Linked DNA regions of Sus scrofa: region 2 is linked to region 1. A link is a contact called in public Hi-C data. All regions are on one chromosome and are shown on one strand. The core of a region is the stretch at or near the end of the contact, and the rest is flanking DNA. Distances in the headings are between cores, read along the strand shown. Region 1 holds the start of HHAT (protein-cysteine N-palmitoyltransferase HHAT). Region 2 holds the start of C9H1orf74 (UPF0739 protein C1orf74 homolog).

Region 1 (6,785 bases), core at 1,002-3,501:
GTGCTGGGGAGTTTCTGTCTAATGGGGACAAAATTTTAGTGTTGTAAGATGAAGAGAGTCTGGCGTGGCACAGCAATGTGAACGTACTTAGATTCAGAACTGGTTATGACGGGGAGGTCTCATCATGGCTCAGCGGAAATGAACCTGACTAGTATCCATGAGGACATAGGTTCAATCCCTGGCCTCGATTCAGTGGGTTATGGATTCCGCATTGCCGTGAGCTGAGGTGTAAGACGCAGATGCAGCTCGGATCCCATATTGCTGTGGCTGTGGTGTAGGCCGATGGCTACAGCTCTGATTAGACCCCTAGCCTGGGAACCTCCGTATGCCATGGGTGCGGCCCTAAAACAACAACAACAAAAAAAGGTTACGATGGTAAATGTATTATGTACATTTTACTACAAATTTTTAAAAAAGTCTATGCTGGTAAGCTTATCTCTTTTATTTATTTATTTATTTATTTTATTTTGTCTTTTTTAGGGCTGCGTCCACAGTGTATGGAGGTTCCCAGGCAAGGGGTCTAATCCGAGCGACAGCTGCAGGCCTACACCACACCCACAGCAACAGCAGGATCTGAGCTGCGTGTGACCTACACCACAGCTCACCGTAATGCCGGATCCTTAACCCACTGAGCCAGGCCAGGAATGGAACCCGCAACCTCATGGTTCCTAGTCAGATTCACTTCCGCTGTGCCATGATGGGAGCTCCCTTATCCCCTTTTCGAATGTAATCTGAAGGGAAAAAAACCCAAGGCTTTACATAATTTGCTAATTTTAAAAAATATTTAAGGCATTTTAACTACTGTATGGTTATGTGAGTGACTAAGCTGATAAATTCATCATAGAAATATTTGCTAAGGATAATTTCTAGGTTAACAGATAACATGCAGAATTGGTTAAGGTGTTTATATTTAGAGAAAATGTTTAAGGAGCTTTTAATATTTAGATAGTTTCAGCATTCAGTACATAGTTGTGCAAATGTAAGATGCTAGAGATTGTTAAACTGATATTATAAGAAAAGTCTTGTTTTTGGGGGGTGTCGAATTAAGATTTTTCTATTATAAAATTAATTTATGCTTAATAAAAATGTGGAAAATCAAGAATAAAGTCCCACCACCCAAATTTAACCTTATTTGCTTTCCAGTCATTTTTTTCATGCACAGCTTTAAAAATATTTAGTTATGCTCACATTACATATGGATGGTAACCATTATGAAAGGTTGCATATATAATAGATCATAGAATGTATAACTTTTAGTTTAATTTACACTTTATTTTTGGGAAATTAGGGAATTTCAAGGATATCCCCCCCATTATCACATATTTTGGTACATCGTAGTATATTTTTCTTTTTTTGCTTTTGAGGGCCATACCTGCAGCACATGGAGGTTCCCAGGCTAGGGGTCTAATTGGAGTGACAGTTGCTGGCCTACGCCACAGCAATGCCGGATCTGAGCTGCATCTGTGATCTACACCACAGCTCATGCAACACTGGATCCTTAACCCACTGAGCAAGGCCAGGGATTGAACCCACAACCTCATGGTTCCCAGTCAGATTCTTTTTCTGCTGCGCCACAACGGGAACTCCCATTTTTCTTATGATGGTATTAATTTAAATGATATAAATTAAAATTGAATCTTTATAAAGAGTATTTTCTACATTATTTCCTTTGGATTTATTTCCGTAAACAAAATTCAGAATCAAAAGGCTGGAGTTCCCGTCGTGGCGCAGTGGTTAACGAATCCGACTAGGGACCATGAGGTTGCGGGTTCGGTCCCTGCCCTTGCTCAGTGGGTTAACGATCCGGCGTTGCCATGAGCTGTGGTGTAGGTTGCAGACGCAGCTCGGATCCCGCGTTGCTATGGCTCTGGCGTAGGCCGGTGGCTACAGCTCCGATTAGACCCCTAGCCTGGGAACCTCCATATGCCTCGGGAGCGGCCCAAGAAATAGCAACAACAACAAAAAGACAAAAAAAAAAAAAGAAAAAAAAAGAAAAAAGAATCAAAAGGCTTAAGCATTAAGGGTTTTCATAATTGTAAGGATTTTGATACTGCCAAATTGCTTACCTACTAAAAAGTGTATACATGCTATCACGCAGCACTCTTGCCAGCCTTTAATGTCATTTATTAATTCCTGCCAATTTTATACGTGAAAAATTGTATTCTTATTGTACTTGGCACTTCTTTGAGCTTTTTGCAATATATCTGTTTCCTAACTGTATATTCAGCTTTGTTTAAATTCACCTCTTGCTCATCTAGGATTGGCTTCTGTTTCTTATTAATTGTATTTGATCTATATACAATAAAAAATAACACTGTATCATAGTTCCTGCAAATACTTTCCCCGGTGTATTACTTCTTAATTTTGACTATGTTTATTTGATTGATGCTCCTAATTTACCTATGATTGAATCTGCCTTATTTTCATTTGCGTTTTCCAGTGAATGTGTTGTGTGTGCCAAAAGGGGTTAAATGTAAATGACCTTGAACCTACGTTATTGTCCAACGGTGTCATTAGGAAATAACAGAGGAGCTGTTATCTCATTTCCCACCCTGGGTCTGACGGTACCCTGGGCTGAGCTTTTCCTCAGCCATCATCCCCTCCGCTGAAGGCTGCCTGCCTGCAAAGGTTGCCAGATCAAATACAATTTGAATTCCTTCTTTTTTTTTTTAAGCATCAGTATGTCCCCAATACTGCATGAACCACACAGATGCTAAAGATTTCATTTGTGGTTCATCTGAAATCCAATTTTAATTGGGCAGCCTGTATTTTTATTTACTACATCTGGCACTCCTGCTTGGGGTTAGTTTATTAACACCTGCTTACTTAACGCCATCCTGTACCACGCATCGGGGTTGGGGATGGGGGGGGAGCTGAAAAGAGAAACTAGTTCCTGTTCTCAGAGTGTTTGTACTCCGGTTTCCCAGAGAATTTTGTATTAGAAAAATAATCTCCTAGACTACTTCGGTGACTGCTAGAATAAACTTAAGAGCGCAGCCTCTGTTTTCCTGCTGCCCAATGCAGTTAGCCCCATTTACATGATCATAGACTCCACCTGAGGCACCCTTCCCCTGGGGCGTCTCTGCTTCTTTTGGTTTAAAGAGGGATCCGAGTGCCAGGAGTTTTAACAAGTGCCCAGGTGATTCTGGCAGGCTTGACACTGGAGGCCTCGGAGTAACACCTGACATAAAGTCATGGCCCAAGCTACATCCGCAGAGGCGGCTTCAGATCTTCCACTCTTTTACAGCCCATTCAGAATCGCCGAGACACGTTTTGCGGTGCTGCTGTCTTTGTAAGTTGCTTTACCGTTCATCTAGCTCATCCCATTTGGTCTTCACTCTAATTCTCCGGGAAAGCAGGAAAGCTTATTTCCGCCTTACAGAGGAGGACTGGGAGGTTCACGGGGGCTAAGTTCACACAGCAAGCTCCAGAAGCCCGCCCCCTTTCCACCCCACGGAACTTCATCCTTTCGCCTGCAAAACCTACGTGGGGACCCCAGGAGCTGGATTTCAGGTGACTTCCGCTCCCAAACCTGCTGGCAGCCCCAGGCCTGCAATCAACAAAACAGGGGGTGCAAAGGTCCGCGCGCTCCCGGGCGCAGGCAGCGGGGCTGGCGGATCGGCGCCGGACGCCGCGGGCGCGGAGAGGCGGGCCGCCCCCCGCGCCTCCGCTCCAGCCGCGCGGCCTGTTCGCCGCGGCTCCCGGGGCGCCGCCTGCCCGTGAGCCCCGCGGCCCGAAGCGGCGCGCGCGCGCGCGGGCACGGGGGCGGGGACGTGCTCCGAGGCCGCGCGCGCGGCTGCTCCTCCAACCGCTGCTCCGGGGGAAGAGGGCGGCTTCCCGGGACGCCACCGCCTCCGCCGCCGCCGCGGCCGCCGGGACTCGGAGGTGCTGGGAGGGTTGTTAGAACTCGGGTCGCGTGTGAACATCGCCGCCGCCGCCGCCCGGGACAGCCCGGAGGTTGGTAGCTGGTGGCTGTAGCGGGTCCCCGGGAAGTTGGGTGTAGACTTCTGGCTTCGATGTACTCGGTTGAAAAAAAGAAACGTCCAAGACGCTTTCCGTTTCCCATTCCAGCTCCTACGTGCGCGCCCGGGGGCGGGGCAGGGGAAGCGCGGTGGAGACAAAGGCGGCGGGGGCCGTGCGCCCGGGTCTAGGGCCCATCCCCTCCCGCCCGCGTCCGCTCTCCCCAGTTTCTGGGACTGTTGCGGGCACGTGTGAACTCTGGTTCCCTTGGCGATCTTAGAAGTGCGTTTGCCTGACTGCTGCGGCTCCAGTGACCACCTCCCCCACCCCGAAGTCAAAGACTTCTTTTGCTTTCTACTCTCTGGACTCAGTTTCCCTCTTCTCTCCGCGTATCCTCTAGGAGATAGCGGTTTTTACGTGGAAAGGCCCTCCTCGCTGCAGTCCCTACCAAAGTGGGCGGTTCTAAGGACGGCTTTGACCTTAAGGAATGTGCCGCTTCTTGTATCGTGGCCCTTGGATCAGGGCAGTCGCGCCAGCGAGTTAGCATCTTTGGTGGTTTGCTTTACGTGGGGGTGAGAGTCGTAGTTTCTGTTCCCTTCTGATTGGTACTCTTCCTTCGTTCGCAGAGGTTACACCCAGGTGATAGGTGTTCTGGGACCAGGAGAGGGGAGGGGAGGGGAGGGGAGGCTGTCCCGAGGAGCGTGGGGGAGGGTTATACTGGAATGTGAAGAATGAGTTCGATTTTTTCACGTTCCATCTTTCCTGTACTTTTTCTCCCGCCTTTCTCAGTGGCAGCCCCTAACTGTGATTAGATGTTGAATAAGAGTAAATTCTGACCTGAAAGATCGAACTAGCAGTAAGAAGGACGATGTGTCCTGTCAGGTGCTTTAAATCCATTATTTCTAAACCTTGCAAAATAACTGGGAAGAATAGGTAACGTAAGCCCTTTTCACAGCAGAAGAAAGGCTTAGAGGAGATGCTAAAGCCACAGAGAGTAAATGTTGGGGTCAGGTTGTGCACCCCTCTTTCTGGGTAAAGCCGATGCTTTATCTGCTGTCGACGTTGCTCCCTCCTTGGGAAGTAGGTTGTGTAGACCAACTCGGAGTGAAGGCCAAGTCTCTAGGGAGGGCAGTCATTTTTGTGGGTGGCTGGATGTTGGTGGGGATTCTGTAGATAAAGTCAGGGAGGAGCTGGGGTAGGCCTTACTCACCTGTGTGGCTCCTTCCAGGGCAGGGCCTGGCCAAAGGAAAGTGCTGTACAACTGTTGCATGGCAGTTGCCTGGCTTGGGTGAGATCCTTGATTCCTTGGAGGGATTTTCTTTTCTTTCTTTCTTTCTTTCTTTCTTTTCTTTTCTCTCTTTCTCTCTTTCTTTCTCTCTTTCTCTCTCTCTTTCTCTCTCCTTCTCTCTCCTTCTCTCTCCTTCTCTCTCCTTCTCTCTCCTTCTCTCTCCTTCTCTCTCCTTCTCTCTCCTTCTCTCTCCTTCTCTCTCCTTCTCTCTCCTTCTTTGACTGCACCCATGGCATATGGAAGTTCCTGGGCCAGGGATCAAACCTGAGCTGCAGCTTCAACCTTATGCCACAGCTGCAGCAATGAGGGATCCTTAACCCGCTGCACCACAGTGGGAACTGTAGGAATTTTTTACCCATTTTTTTGTGTCATGGGCTTCTTTGAAGTCTGGGGAAGCCAATTTTTAAGAGGAATTTAAAAACACAAAGTGACAAATTATATTGAAACAAAGTGATCAAAATAGTGTGGTGTAGGTCCCCGACACAGCTTGGATCTGGCATCTGGCGTTGCTGTGGCTGTGGTGTAGGTTGGCAGCTACGGCTCCAATTTGACCCCTAGCCTGGGAACCTCCATATGCTAAGGGTGCGGCCCTAAAAAGACAGGAAAAAAAAATGCAACCTCCTCAAATTTGTAATAATGTTTTATGCTTCTTTATTAATACATTAAACAAAATTCAGAGCTATGTCAAGTCTCAGAATATCAAAGCAGTGGTGTCCATGTAAATGAAATTGTGCAGTATTTCCAGCAGCTGCACTGTGGTGTGAAAGAATCTGTCACTCTTACCGGTGACAAAGTTACCAGATATGCTCTTACTTGGCTGGTTTGTTTTCCACATTTATAATCACACGAAATCCCAAATTTCAGTTAGAGGTTCAAGAAAATAAAGACGCTTGAGAAAAGAAACTGAAGTTCATGGCCTCCTGAATGCTTACCTATGAACAAGGTAAGTGAGTGAAGGGTTTGGTACCTGGGTTACAAACCCTGCTTCGTAGTGGTTTTTCTACCATGGTCTTGCTGGCCACCCTAAAGCATTATATTCTTTTTCTTTTCTTTTTTTTTCTTTCATGGCTGCACCCATGGCATATGGAAGTTCCTGGCTCGGGAGGAAATCCAAGCTGCAGCTGTGACCTACACCACAGCTGTGGCAACCCTGGATTCTAGAGCATTCTATTCTAATAGCGCTTTCCTTCTTTTTCCATTAGTGTCTCCTTTTCTACAGGTTCTCAGTTTCTGGTGATAAGAGCCGTCGAGAGGGAATTGTTGGATTGTTTAAATACTCTACTTGCATTGCTCCTTCTGTGGGCTGTTGTGCTGGAGAATATTCCTGTAACAGCGGGGTTGTGTTAGTTAATGCATGCCCATTTTCCCTTCCCTCCTTCCTTCCCTCCGGTGTTGTATGGTGTTACCAGTGTCAGAGAAGAAAAAGGAGTTACCACTACATGTCCCATCGATGTTTGAACAATCTTTTGCTGTTATTATGAACAGTTTTATGGCAATGCACTTGAAAATTCAGATGAAATGGACAAGTTTTTTTTAA
Region 2 (6,881 bases), core at 2,318-4,817, 520 kb before region 1:
ATTACAGAGTCTTTCAAGTAACAAAACTCTTCCTGGCTACAGACACAGCAACACACACACCTGCAGAGGCAGAGTCACGTGCAACTAGCTCCCGCCAGAGATGTGCGCTAGGATCACATCCAGGTGGCTTGTGCAACAGGAACCTCACTTTGGGGTGTACACAACACCTGCACACACAACTGGCCCACAAAAGCACCTGCATGTAGACTACATCACAGATGCATTATCATCAGGCATTTAAACGAACACGTTATCGATAAACTAGTAAGAGAGTCGCAAGGCCAAGCGAAAGCTTGAGAACAGCTGGGAAGGAAGGGTGGTAAAAGTGCCCAGTGAGTAACAGGGTCACGGACCCAGGGCTCCATCCCCTCCCTGGGCTCCGTCCCCAGCAGAACTGGTGGTGACCTTGGTGGCCTCTCCCCGCAGTGCAGGGACCTGCATTCGGAACTAGACAACCTCAGTGACGAGTACCTCTCCTGCCTGCGCAAGCTGCAGCGCTGTCGAGAAGAGCTGAGCCTGGGCCAGCGGCCACCTCCCACAGTAAGAGGGGCAGTCCTCCCGCAGTGCTGGGGTGGTGGTGGGGGGAACAAAGCCGCCTTGCGCCTGATCTTGCCAATAGGATTGATCGGCCCGTGCCAACAGCTACCCAGCCTGCCCCGTTCAGCGTGGTTTACATTGAACAGACAGGACAGCAACCACGGGAGGAAAACTCCAGCTCCTGTCTCCAGGCCTAATTTTCATGGGGTTCTGGAGTCCGAAGAGAAAATCTTACTATTAGCATGAACGCACGCCCGTTGTAGCAACAGGGACAGAGTGAGGAGAGCAAAGGTGCCGAGGAAAAGAAACACAGAATCATCTAATTTTTCTGAGTGATTTTCCGCTTTTGATTATTTGTACCAGTATTTATGTACCTTTCCCCGCTGGCTGTGGCTCCCTGGGCCAGTGACCTTGGCTTAGAGGCCAGGGACCCCTAGTAAAGTGGTTTGATCCTCTGGGAGTAACAAAGTGAGAAACGGGTATAACATGCTTTTTCTCCTCCACCAACCCAAGGCTTGCCACAGGGCTGGAACAGGAAGAAGGAAGGTCATTTCCGCCTGTGTCTTCTCTGACCAGCCCACGGCCTTTCTCTCCTCTCCCCCTCCCTCCTCACAGAGACAGTGTGGTCGATGGCTCCCCGCGCTGATGGTACTGACTGCTATGGCACTGGCAGTGTTCCTGGCCCACAAGGACAGCCTGATGATCTGAATAACTGGTGACAGCTGCCGGGGCTGAAAATCAGAGGCAAGAAACGCCACAAAAAGACTCAGAAGGCTTGAGTACCTTTAAAGGTTTGGGTTTGTCCAATTCACTGAGATTTCTGACTTTATTGTTTTTCTACTCTGCTGTAACAACAAACAAATAAACTTCACCTGACAGTCTTTGTTCCTCAGAACTCTCAGCTCTTTGCTGAGTGACACATCACTCAGAGAGAAGACACTTAAGCCACCCGGTCTACTCTCCCTGGCCCAGGTCCGTTGGAGGTAAACCAACAAGCAGCAAAGCCCGGCCCTTTGATCCCTGGCAGACACTCCGCACACAGGGCAGGGATGGGTACACTTCCACACGCGGGCACGTTACTCGTCCTCCGGCACCTTCCCTCCTTCTCCACAATCCTTCCCTCTATCTTCCATCCAGTGAAAAAAACAACAGACATCTCAGCTAAATCCAGAGGACCCCTTAGCACAGAAATGGAAAATGTATTACAGCATTCTTCCCCAGTGTCTGGTACTTGAGATCATACCTATTTGCCGTCCTTAACAAGAGCTGATCACTTACCGAGCACCTTCTATGCGAGGAAAGAGTTACAGTCAGAGGGCCACAGCAGGCAGGGTGACCACCTCGGAGGAGATGCTGAGGTCAGCAAAGTCATTCTGAGTCCTACATCGAGTTCTAAGGTCCTTCTCCCAAGTATTTAGAATGTCCCTCAGGGCCGGGAACAAGCTCTCTGGGACGCTAAAGGAATAGAGCAAGACTGGTGGTTGACTGTGTCGCCAAGAGATCCGGGCAGTGAATACCCGTAGTGGAGTCAGGGCTAAGCAATTGTCACCTCCCTGGCTCACGTGAAAGGTATAGGGGACAGGATAGCCCAGGAGGATCCCAAACACAGTACAGAGATTCCAGTCTGAGGAACAGAGCCTGCTGCTGGAGACTGCCAGGGACAGGTCCGTCTTCAGTCCCTGCAAATGAGCGATGATCTCAGCCAGGAGGGCCTTCAAGTCCTGAAGCTGGTCCAGGGAGCAGACGGAAGGGTGAGGCTGAGCGCTGGAAACATCCACAAAGGCTACGGAACCAAGCAGCACCTGCTCCAAGTGCTGACACACACGCTCAGGACAGACAATCAGGCTGTCTTCTCCAATCTCAAGAATGTGAAGCCCCCGGGTCGGGAAGCCCAGGCCCTGCAGCTGCTCCAGATAGCTCTGGAGCTCTGCTGCCCCTGCACAGTTGCAATCATAGAGCAGAGCTGGCTTAAGTCCCCTGGCCACAGCCAGCACCTCTCCGGCTAGATGAAGGCACACGGCTCGGGGTGGGCCCCGGCTCCTCCCCATGCCCAGGGTCTGCTGAGCAGCTGCCACCAGCAGCTGAAGACTCAGTGTTGACATGGACTCTGGAAGCAACAGTAAGCATGGCCTCCTTAACTAGTCACAGTTCCCTCCCCTGGGCTGCATCTCTGAGCTCCAGACACTTGAAGAAGGGCCTAAAAACAAAGCAGTAGCAGGGGATTATTAGCACCAGCCAGTGACATACCAGGAAACCTGACAATAGCCTTCCCTTAAGTCTTACAGCATCTTCCAGAGGTCACTTCCCCTCCCTCTGCTTTGGAATGCTAACCCAGCCCAGATAAAACGGCATCACCAATGGCACCCTGATTTTTTGGTGACTTAGTCTCTCTTAGTTCCAAATTCAACTGTCTCTCTGGCCTTAAGGTTATATTTACACTCTCTCTGGCTTCCCTCCTAAATTTTCCTGTTGTAATTTACCTTCTCTGATTCACACCTGAAGGAGGTCGGGGCCGAAAAGAAGCAGAGCACTCTCTGGCAAAATTCAGAGCATTTCACCTAAAACTGTCCTCTGAGACAGAGTAGGTTCCACATGTACTCTTTTCATTGCCAACTCCTCTTTCTCTTCCGGCCAAGAATAGTTGTAAGAATAGCGGTCTGATTAAACGATACACACTAGAATGTGGACTACCAAACATCTCATGTTGAGACACAAAGTAAATAAGTTAAATTGGCTGGAACTGCAAGAGGCTTGTCTTGCAACTTCTGCAGGCCCCGCCTCCCCCTACTGGTGGACAGTCACTGGCCCTCGGACGACAGGCTCACCTCAACCCCCACGCCCTTTCCTGGGCACAGTACAGGGATTTAGTAAATGAGGCAGAGGTCTCCCTTGCACACACAGACGTCCTTCTACTTCCCCTGCAGATTCGCGGGCTCAGGAACCCCTTCCAGTTTCCTGCCCGCTGCCCGGAAGGCCGCGAGACCCTGTGCTCCGCCGCGAAGCTAGAAGTCCCGCCCGCAAGGGGAGGTCCCTTACCGCCCGCAGGGGCCGGGGAGGCGAGGTCTGCCTGCTGCGCATGCCCAGCACATGCCCTGTCCCGCCGCTTTCCGTAACGTCACCCGGTCCTCTCGCGCTCCCCGCGTAGGAACCACCGGCAGGCCGCGCGGCTGCATACCGGAAGTGCTGGTGCCTGAGGTCCGGCCCCTTCCGGCCCGGCTGATCCCGGCCCCGCCCCCCTGCGCCGGAAGAGGAAGGGAAGGGAGTGGACGGAAGGAGGCGGGACCGGTTGAAGCCGCCAGCTCTTCGCTTGTGTGTTGTTTTTAAGTCCAGTGTCCCGTTTGACCAGGGAGGCAGAAGCGGGGCACGCCGAGCAGAAACACCTTTGATTTGTGTCTGGAGAAGGACGCTTTCCCCTGCAAACGAAATATCTCAAGGCAAGCGACGTGTTTTGCGTGATACTTTCACCTGTGGGTGGTGCTGCAAAGTTTTTTTTGTTTTTGCTTTGACCTGCCTAAATCCTAAATTTGAGAGGCTGAGGTCTGAGAAGTGGGTGGAGAAGTGTCCTGGCCAAGGTTTGCTTTTTGTCTTTTTGCCTTTTCCAGGGCCTCTTCTGAGGCGTATGGAGGTTCCCAGGCTAGGGGTCTAGTTGGAGCTGTAGCCGCCGGCCTGCACCAGAGCCACAGCAACGCGGGATCCGAGCAGCGTCTGCGACCTACATACACCACAGCTCACGACAGCGCCGGATCCTTAACCCACTGAGCAAGGCCAGGGTCGAACCCGCAACCTCGTGGTTCCTAGTCGGGTTCGTTAACCACTGCGCCACGACGGGAACTCCAGGTTTGCCATTTCTAAGCACGGTGTGAAGGCATGAGTCTTCACCCTGGACACATGTGTACTAGGCCTGCTTTAGGTGCTGGAGGTACTTACTGCAGTGTACATAACAGACAAAAACCCCTCCTTCCTGGAGCTCAGTTTGGTCGAATTCTGTTTGCTGACTTCAAAGTGAGAAATAAGAGGCAGAGATGCAGACACTTTTTTTTGTTGTTGTTGTCTTTTTAGGGCTGCACCCGTGGCATATGGAAGTTCCCAGGCTATGGGTGGAATCATAGTTATAGCTGCCAGCCTCCCCCACAGCCACAGCAATGTGGGATCTGAGCGGTGTCTTTGACCTACACCACAGCTCACAGTAACGCTGGATCCTTAACCCACTGAGCGAGGCCAGGGTTCGAACCCATGTTTTCATGGATACTAGTCGGGTTTATGAACCGCTGAGCCACAACGGAACCCCCTAAACACTTTTCAATCAAATCATCAGGTAAAAACAGTTATTTCACTGAAAGTTTAACTTCTTTACCAGCATTATGACCCATCTCACAGAGGGAAAGAATTTCTTGAAAAAATTTGTCTCTGAATAAATGGCCGAAGTTCATTGATAGATAATAAATAGGCAAAGGCTAAGGGAACTGCAGGCGCCTACACAGGCTCCATCTTAGTAGTATCTGCAGACTGTGTAGAGACCCCTGAGGAATAAAGGTGGGGCCAGCCTGCAAGGAGGGCAAGCTTGTAGGGGCTCCCATTCTAACCCTGGTTCTTAACTCAGAGGGACTCAGAAGCAGAGACTAGAAGCTAATTTTAGGACTTTTTTCCTTCCCCATATTTATTTTAATTTCTCACAGTAGTTAGCAGTCAGTCCCTAAAATGACTTAGTTCATTTATTCTAACCATAAATATCTGAGAACACACTAGGTACCAGACACTGTGCTAAGAGCTGGCAGCAAAGTCCAAGACAAACAGTCCCTATCTTCAGCAAGTTTACAAACTTGAAGTAGTCAGGCAGGACACGAATGCTGAACAATTGCAAGGGAATTGATTATTCTGAAAGAGGAAGTATAGGGTGCTATGGGAACATATAGCCAGGGACCTAACTATATGGGTGAGAGGCCAGCCTAGATCCAAGCCTTGCCCTCCCCATTTATGCCTACAACTAATCTAGTTCAGTGGGGTGGACAGTGACAAAAACAAAAAGCTGGTGACACACCTAACTCCCTTCCCAGCCCTAAGCAAGGTGAAGGCAAGGAAGTTAAAAACACCAAGGGAGTGAGTGGTGTCGCCACCAAAGGGGAGAGCCGACTGAGTCTCCAAGAAAGGATACCTGGCATCAGGACCAGAGAGGGAGCCCTGCGTGCACTCTGCCAGTGTTCTGAAAAGGACGGGGATGGGGAAAGAAGAAACTGCTATTTTTTTTTTTTTTTTTTTTTTTTTTTGTCTTTTTGCCATTTCTTGGGCCGCTCCTGCGGCATATGGAGGTTCCCAGGCTAGGGGTCGAATCGGAGCTGTAGCTGCCAGCCTACGCCAGAGCCACGTCTGCGACCTACACCACAGCTCACGGCAATGCCGGATCGTTAACCACTGGCAGGCAGCGATCGACTGCAACCATGTCTCGTCAGATCGTTAACCACTGCACCACAACGAGAACTCCGAAACTGTGCTATTAAGACCGCATAACCACTCATCCGTTCCTCTGAGCATAAACTTGTCACTACAGTCACATACTAAGAGTTCAATCCTTTTTGGCACTTATTATCTGAGCCCCCATCCAGATGAACAGCCTGGCTGTTAGCCTCTCCCAGAATAAGGAAGAGGGGCCAGTCTAGACCCAGCAGTTGCCCTCTCAGTTTATTTGCTGTGAGTTCTTTCTTTGAGCTCTGCAGAAACAGAGGCAGCCAGACATCAAGACCAAATCCCTCACTTCACACACTCAACAAAATGCCCCCCATATATAGTTTCTATACCTTGCATGTGTCCTGGTCTCTAGAAGCCCAACTTTTGCTCATAGCTAAGCACCCAGATTTCCCTTGGTCATACTTTAGTAACAGCAGATCCTCCTAGGTCCCCTGGAGATCCTAAAACCACAGCTTAAGCATTCTAAATGAGTAAGTCACACAGCCACCTGTGACTGAGGGGAGCTTATGGTCTTTGAAATAAAGCTGGCCCAACTTTTCAGCCAGCTCAACTTCAGCCTCAGGGGGGCGGTGGCTTGGTTTAAGGGTAGCAGACCGAAGTGGACTTTCTTAATATGGCATGGTACAAATAGATACCAGTATTCTGGAGGATCAGGGCCTGCACCCAGATTACCATCTTGTTTTCTACTTAGGTCTTGGAGTTTAAATTACGTATAATTTCATCTTTTTTAAATGAGTAAAAGAGTCAGATAAAAGCAAAGTTAACAGATGAGACCAGTTTGCGGTAGTCATGGCTGCAGTGTTCTACGCTACTCTTCACCTTAACTGTTCACACCCAGCTACCTCCACAGGAAGGGAGACAAGCAGGTGTGTGCTAGGTGA

What was found. A called contact is a pair of places that touch in the nucleus more often than the background predicts.
Region 2: a contact with region 1 is called in a Hi-C map of liver, with 5 times the contacts expected there. The contact joins the promoter of C9H1orf74 here to the promoter of HHAT in region 1. A contact is called at or near these places in 1 of 5 promoter capture datasets (liver) and 1 of 47 Hi-C or Micro-C datasets (liver).

What each region holds. Positions count from the first base shown.
Region 1 is chr9:132,663,533-132,670,317 of Sscrofa11.1, reverse strand. It overlaps HHAT (protein-cysteine N-palmitoyltransferase HHAT), which reads left to right and starts at 2,251. Exons shown (of 13, transcript XM_013979981.2): 1 at 2,251-3,292. The coding sequence starts at 3,195.
Region 2 is chr9:133,184,557-133,191,437 of Sscrofa11.1, reverse strand. C9H1orf74 (UPF0739 protein C1orf74 homolog) reads right to left here and starts at 3,567. Exons shown (of 3, transcript XM_021063892.1): 1 at 3,363-3,567; 2 at 1,816-2,734. The coding sequence starts at 2,639. The coding sequence ends at 1,848. TRAF3IP3 (TRAF3-interacting JNK-activating modulator) reads left to right here. Exons shown (of 15, transcript XM_021063884.1): 14 at 427-540; 15 at 1,153-1,418. The coding sequence ends at 1,245.